Regions from separate parts of the Mus musculus genome. Here region 2 is linked to region 1. The links are chromatin contacts, called in public HiChIP or PLAC-seq maps. All regions are on one chromosome and are shown on one strand. Each heading gives the region's core, a stretch centred on a gene start, on an enhancer-like site or on the middle of the called end of the contact. The rest is flanking DNA. Distances are from core to core; before and after follow the strand shown. Region 1 has its middle 16 kb from the start of Gm20083. Region 2 overlaps A730056A06Rik (RIKEN cDNA A730056A06 gene).

Region 1 (3,885 bases), core at 521-3,020:
TTGGTAGAGTGCTTGCCGAGCAAGCTTGAAGCCCTGGGCTGGATTCCTAAGCATCACATAAAACCAGGTATAGTGGCACATGCCTGTAATCCCAGCACTTGGGAGGCTATTTTCAAGCTACATAGTGAGTTCAAGGCCAGTTGTCAAAACCGAAACAGTAACCTCCTGGACTTGTGGCGGGGCTGACTGGTCTGCTGGACCATAGTCTGCCTTCCAGAACTCGGTGGACAACCAAGTGGTCATCACACAATGCATCTTTCCAAACGGCATCGGCTCTTGGGGAGGGGAACTCAAATGAAAGCCTCTTCTCACTTCAAACACCAAAATAAACTCCAGATGGAGTCGTAATTGAAATGCAAAAATATTCTGCTATGTTTGTAATTAAGCAAATGCAAATTAAAAATAAAATGTCACCCCTCCTCCTGCCCTGGTATATTAGCAAAGGTCTGAAAAGGCTTTTGATTTGGGCAGCGACGATAGAAAGGGAACCCCCCCCCCCCTCCTGGAGACCTTGCCAGGGACTGAAAATGATTTTGAACTTCTGGAGAGCAGTACTTGGTAAAAAGCTCAAATAAGTTCACATCATTGTCCTATTCCATGTTCGGCATCAGACACACTGGTGTGGAGGCAAAAATTTACTCATCACTGTTTTTTATTCCAGTCATTTACAACAAAGTGGATCTAATAATTGGGAGGTTGTTAATCATCACATGGTTTTTAGATGAAATATTATGGAGCCAACAAATAAAACATTTTTAAAAACTATTTAATGATACTAAGATTCTTAAGAGACAATGTTAAATAAGGAAAGTATATATTATACTTGGGTACAAATATATGTCATAATTTGGATTAAAATATATAAAATTACAAAGCATTACAAATAAGCATAGGAAAACACCAATAGTGCTACATAGGGCAAAGTTATAGGATTTATGTATATATTTTCCCCAAAATTAATTAATTAATTAATTAATTAATTAATTTTGACAGAAGGTCTCACTGTGTAGACCTTGCTGTCCTGGAACTTGCTGTGTAGAGCAGTTTGCCCTCCAGTTCACAGACAGCTGCCTGCCTCTGTAGTCTCAGCTCTCTGCACCACTGTGCCTGCTATTTCTCAAATTTTCTACATTGAAAACGAAGTACTTTGGTGAACAGAAAAAGAATTATTATTATTTTTTAAAAAGCACCATCAAAGGAAACAATAAAAAAAAGTTAGAGTTTAAAAATGGAAACTAAAAACAATGAAGAAAGAACTGCTAACTCTTCAGGGATGGGCATGGACTTCGAAGGCAATAAAGGTATACCCTGCACAGTGGTGAGTGTCAAAAAGTATGTACGGACATGGCAAACATGTAAGAGATACCTGAGAATGAAAAGACGAACACGTCGTGCCCAGTTTCATGAAGAATACAGGCAGAGAAGATGGATGGATCTACAGCAGTTCACACTGAGGCCAGAGATCTTTTCGAGTGTCTTCTTTGGTGGTGGTCTAGGGACTTGGCTCACAGCAAACATTACTTTGTGAAAGCAATTACAGTACCTACTGAACAAGGAGTACTACTGCTAAGGGAGGCAAAATTTGCCACCCTGGTTTATTTCTGTGGGTTTTGTGGCTTTGGAAAGCCCTGCCGTGACATTCGGTTATAAAGCCAAGAAGAGCAGGAACCAGGGCCTTTGCTGCCTGGCAGGAAAGTGAGGTTCCCATGGGCTTGTCTAACACCTGCTGATAAACAATGCTGGCTGCACCTGGCTCCTGGTGCAACAGGCTCATTGTGAAAGCCCTCGTGGGTGGCAGTGGCTGGGAGAAACGGCAGCTGTGATATGTGCTTGCTGTGCTCCTCAATGCCAGGTCTGAATCATCCTTTGGAAGTCATTGCCACCCATGAGATCGTATAAGCGATAAAGAAGTCTAAGTTTAGGAGAACCACCAGCTGAAATGCTGCTGCTGGGAAGCTCTATGCCATTTTGATGGTCAGAGGCCCCGCCATTCTCCTAGCAACACATGAACCAATGGGCAATGCTTTGAATGGAATCAAATATGACTTCCAAGGTAAAGATTGCCAACCCATACTGGGATTTTGACTTTTCTTTTCTTTTCTCTTCTCTTCTTTCCCTTTCTTTTCTTTTCTTTTCTTTTCTTTTCTTTTCTTTTCTTTTCTTATTATGGTGACAAAGGCAACTTCAGGAAGGAAGGTTTTATTTTAGCTTATTGTTCCAGTTTACAGTCCATCAAAGAGATGACTTATACTTTGCAGAATGCTGGGGTCATGTGACATCCACAGCCAAGAAACAGTGAATGATAAATGACTGTGATCGACTCATTTTCTTCTTTTCATGTAGTCTGAGTTCCCAGCCTAGGGAATAGTGCCACCCACAGCGGGCTGGCCTTCCTGCCTCAGTTAACTTAATCAAGATAACTGCCCATAGGCATGCCCTGGGGGCATTTCTCCTAGAGATTCTAGAGCTTGTCCAGGAATAATTAATACTAATGACCACAGACTTCAAAACATAATCTCCTCTGTAGCTGTGATTGGTTCTCCACACTCGTGTGTTGGGTGTACCTTGTTCAGATGCTTGGTGTAAAGAGAATAGAGATGACACCATATTCATAGCTGGATAAGGTCCATAGATGACCTCCAGTTACCTCTGGGCAGTGCTGCCCTGAAGATCTCTGGCAAATCCACCGAGAAGCCTTGTTTGCTTAAGATGTCCACTATTTAGTATCTATTATATCAGTATAGATACTCAAGGGCATTGCAGGCTCTTCAGAGCCAGAACAACACTTAAACAAATAGCAGCTAGTGTGCTTATGAGCTTCAGATGACCTGGGCTCAAATCCTCGCTCTACTGTTGACCAGCTGTGTGGTGGCAGCATGCCGTCTAACTTCCACTACTCCTTGGTTTCTTTTTCTGTGTCGTGGGTGATCATTGGAGTGTAGGCACAGATGCTTTTGATCAGGATAACCAGAGACTTCTTACCATGAAGCTTAAAGGAGAGAACACATGGGGGAGAACAAGGGGCGTCTATAGTGTTCTAATGTCCCATCCCAACAATGGCATGTGGGAATAGTCGGGGTTGCATCTCCTCTGAAGAGAGGTGGGTGAGCTCTGCCAGCCTTCACCTCCCCAGGGCTGGGTCAGCATGCTTGGGTACCTCTTTCTGGCTTTTTCTGGTTTCTGAGAGTTGAAGTCAGGTTCCTGTGCTTGCAAGGCAAACAGAGTCATTTCCCAAGCCCCATTTGGCCATCATTGGAATAAAAGTGAAGGGGGGAAGAGTCTGTTTAGGATTACATTAACCTCTACTTTATTCTCTGGAAACTTAGTAAAGTTTGACCTCCGTGCCTCCCACATGACTCTGAGGGGTTTAATTCTTTGCTACGGCCTCGAATCTTGGTTACTTCCACTCACGGGCACCTTGCCTACCTCCCTGTCCCCTGTCACTTACAGAAAAGGATTGTCTGCCGGTAGCAAACCTTGTGTTGTGGTCAGGGCAAAGCTGCACGAAAACATACAGAGAGGCATTACACAGGGTGCTAGGATCGACTTGGCTGTCTGCCCCACTTTCATCAAGAGCAACCCGATTTCCTGCAGGCCAGGGAAGAGGGCTAGGCAGTGTTTATTTTATTGCAGTTTTAGTCTGTGTTGCCAGTGTTTCCTTCCAGCGCCAAATCTCTTAGATAGATTTCAGCATACCTGGCCTGTTATGTCAAACCCCACCTCCACACTGTGGGGCCACTGGTGAACTTCCAGGTAGGTACATGAGTCACTAGTCTTCCACCAGGGAAGACTTCATAACTTAGCAGCACACTGCAGTGGGAATAAGTTCATATCTCCCTGGGGTTATTTGATTGGATGGGGAAAGACGAACATTTCCCTTCCATA
Region 2 (3,644 bases), core at 724-3,223, 160 kb before region 1:
CATTTATTGTAAACTCTTTGAAGTATAAAATTTTCCGTATTCTAAGCAAATGCTCATTTTCATATCAAATTCCCAACGTCTAGAATTTATTAGCCTCAGGTTTGCCAGACTCTGAATCTACTGATGTCCCACTCTGTTTTGACCTGTCTTGCTCGTGTCTGTCTTAGGCATGCTCGGAGACTCCTGTGTGATATCACCACTCCCAGTCATCAAAACACAAAGCTAAGAAGGCCTTTTGGTTTATGCTCTCGTCTCCCCCCACCTCTCCCCCCCGGAGTAGGCCTGCTGTGTCAGGAGCCAGGCAGTGGGCATTTGAGTTGCAGGGACCATGTCTTATACTCAGTGACCCCAAGAAAATTGCTGATGTTTTCATTGGTTTGGATCATAAAAGAAGGCTGACTGTACATACCTTTCAGCATCATTGAGAGGCTGTAAGTGAAGTGACTTACAACCGCTGAGACAATGCCTGGCAGTATTTCCAGCAAGCCTCACATATGGTAAATACTAAATAAAGGTTGAATTAGGGAGCTTGCAATCGTGTTGGAAAGAAAGGCTCTGAGGCCATGGGTATGTCAAACGGGGGCTTCCGAATCAAGGCCATTCATCGTTCTCAAACTACGTGATTGGGTGGAGATAAAACAGCATTTTTATTACCTAGAGCGCATCGTCAATGAAGCTCATTAACTGGTCTCTTGACAGTGTTTGGAGTTTTGCTTGATTCCTTGATTCTTCAAATGTTTTCTGCAAGCACACAGAATGCAAATAGCAACAGCAAGCTGGCTGTAGACCTTGTGATTGTAAGTTCATGGTCATCATGCTGATCGTGCTGTCGACAATCACCAGCCTATGACATCTCCCTCTCCCCTTTAACAGTATCTGTAGCATCACTATAAATCTCTAGGCTTTTGAGGGACATATGTACTTGTGATTTTTTTTCTCGGCCTGCCTATGGTGGCCACTTGGAACAAACACTAAAGTGGAAGCTGTTGTGAAGGCTTTGGAATGATCGACAATGGCAATCATTTGCTTTAGAGCACAACAGAACAGACCACCCCTTTACAATTTGCTTGAATGTTGCAAGACTGGGGCATCCCAAAGAGTTCTGTCTTCTGCCTAAGTTGGCAGACTGCCCACCTTAACACAATGTGAACTTTCCAGCGCCACAATTTTAGAAGCCAATGTCTCAGGGATCAATCCCTCTGTGCAAGAATGTGTCCATATCGCCCAGTCTGCATGGACAAAGGTTACCAATAGCGGAGGATGTTCTAGTTGCCATACTTATTATACCAAGTAGCGTGGTATTTGCATGGAACCTACACACATTTTCATAGATTTGAAAATCTCGTTGAGATGACTTTGTTTCTGATACAGTGTGAGTGCCCTGCAGGTGGCTGTTCTTTATGCTGCCGTGTTGGGGGAACGTGGCAAGAGAAATCTGTGTGTGTTATTATGATGCTACCTGTGCGTTTCCAGGCTGCAGCTGGTTGAATCCATAGACGTGGAACCCATGGAAAATGGAGAGCCAACTTCTGCTTCTCTCGAAAAGCCCGTCTAGACAGTATTCCAACCATTCAACTGGAGACTTACTAGGCAGGAGGCATGTGCTCCCTCCCGCCTTCATCCCTCAGTGGGAACTCACTGAGATAAACAGCAGGAAGGAGGCAGGACAGGACGTGGCTTGTAAAATGCCATGGGAACATAATGGACTCAGCTTGTTGTTCCCTGAAAGTATCTGGTAGGCACTTGGTGAGTGGCAAGGTAGTGAGTGTCCTTGAACCTCCAAGATATACCCAAGACTTGATTAGACAGAGCTCCCTTTGTGGTAACTCCTGAGCCTAAACCTCAGTGGCTATATGATGGGAAGATGGGCAGACTGTTCCCAAACAGGCAATTCTTCTTCCCCTGCTTTCTCCACAGTCCAAATCATCAAGTTTTAAGCCTTTTAAATTTGTGGGATGCTTCCACTTGCCCCTGGGAGTAGGATGGGCTTGGACACCGTGTGACTGCTTTGGAAGTGGAGGGGAAGGGAAGAAGAGCCAGAAGGGAAAAGGTGAGGTCAGAGCATGCCTGACAAGACAGAGAGCTCTGATGCTAAGTCTTGTCTCTAGCCTGTGACTTTGGGCTGGCCACAGGCCATAGAGTTCTTTGAACTCTCTCTTGTCACCTGCAAAGTGGATGATAACCTCTTTCTTTGAAGGTTTGGCAAAAGGATCCAATGAGATCCTTCACAGAAACACCAAAACTGTGGCCTTAAGGCTACTTGAAGAACAGACAATGCACTGCACGACAGAGGACAATTCTAGGACTATATCCATTTTTTCTATATGTAGTCTTCCCTTAAAGACAGTAGGAAGCTTACGTGCTTTTTATACATACCCACACACCCACACCGTACTGATTGTTTCCCATATATGGGTGGTAATGCTTCAGGAATGAATAAACTAACAGTCCATCTCTAAAGATCTCTCTGTGTAAGATCCATTTCTCTCTGTCCCTGTCTTTTCTCTCTCTACCTTCTTTTTTTCCTTATTTTCTTTAGATTTTGATACAGAGACTCACAAAGTTGTTCCAACCAGCCTTGAATTCACTCTGTAGCCCCTCAAGGCTTTTTAACTTGTGATCTTCCTGCCTTAGCCTCTGGAGGAGCAGCTAGGATTACAGGTGTGCACAGGCTCAGATCTTTTTGCTTATCAGATGCCTATCAACTCCCCAGGACAGCTGCTGTGGGCTTCACAGAAACGGAGCAGCCCCATCTCCGGTGAAAGAGCAACGCCCTTAGGGCCAGAGAGATGAGCTGGAGCCCTTGTGCACAGCCTCAGTTCCCTTACTGCATACAGGGAAGTCACACTTGCCTTAGTCACACTTTCAGATTTGTGCAAAGTGAATGTTATTCTCACATTCATTGTCCTGAGTCCAACTCTCTCTCTCTCTCTCTCTAAAAGATTTTTTTTTGAGTATATGAGTACACTGTAGCTATCTTCAGACACACCAGAAGAGGGCATGGGATCCCATTACAGATGGTTGTGAGCCACCATGTGGTTGCTGGGAATTGAACTCAGAACCTCTGGGAAAGCAGCCAGTGCTCTTAACTGCTGAGCCATCTCTCCAGCCCCGAGTCCAACTCTTATTGACTCGGATGTTAAATCAACCTCTATCTGACTACGGACGACCTGTAGCCTTCTTTCCAGCACCGGCCAGGTCTAGGTCTATTTGGATAGGGATGTGGTGGGAAGTGGAGAGGCCCCAACATTCCTTGAAGGACCACACTGTAGAAGTATAGGAGGCAGAACAATCCCTGCAATTGTTGGTGACGCTGCTCCTCTCTTGCCAGTGCATGCTCTCCACCAGCCCCTGTCATCTTGCAGGGTAGGAGCAGAGTTTTTGGGGGTAAGACCCAGGATAGACTCAGGTTTCTCAGACTAGGATTCCCATCAGTCAGGTGACATAGACACCTGTCCAGTACCAAGCTGTCATCCACCCCCACAGCCAAGACAGACAGCTAGGGGTGTCTCATTCTTCTGTCCTTGGAGGACTAGAGGGAACTAGAGCCCATAGCTTTCACCCTGAGACACAAAAGGCAGCTATGGTGGAGTTGAAAGGTCAAGAAGAAAAAGAAGGGCAGACTGCCAGGGACCTGCTGTTTC

What was found. HiChIP or PLAC-seq counts read pairs in DNA pulled down with a chosen protein or histone mark.
Region 2: a contact with region 1 is called in an H3K27ac HiChIP or PLAC-seq map of T-cell acute lymphoblastic leukemia, with 5 times the contacts expected there. The contact joins two enhancer-like sites. A contact is called at or near these places in 2 of 484 Hi-C or Micro-C datasets (embryonic stem cells and forebrain) and 4 of 115 datasets of contacts at active chromatin or transcription factors (the SCID.adh cell line, T-cell acute lymphoblastic leukemia, embryonic basal ganglia and 1 more).

Annotation. Positions count from the first base shown.
Region 1 is chr7:73,198,031-73,201,915 of GRCm38.p6, reverse strand. No RefSeq gene overlaps it. Among named protein-coding and RNA genes, the nearest start is that of Gm20083, 16 kb to the right of the region's middle. Within about 2 kb of position 1,770, at least 21 of the 459 cell types and tissues checked have an H3K27ac peak or open chromatin away from gene starts, as enhancers often do. A contact at or near this core is called in the SCID.adh cell line and T-cell acute lymphoblastic leukemia, where this site is marked.
Region 2 is chr7:73,357,805-73,361,448 of GRCm38.p6, reverse strand. The region is part of intron 1 of A730056A06Rik (RIKEN cDNA A730056A06 gene); the gene reads left to right. Among named protein-coding and RNA genes, the nearest start is that of Rgma, 16 kb to the left of the region's middle. Within about 2 kb of position 1,973, at least 4 of the 459 cell types and tissues checked have an H3K27ac peak or open chromatin away from gene starts, as enhancers often do. A contact at or near this core is called in the SCID.adh cell line and T-cell acute lymphoblastic leukemia, where this site is marked.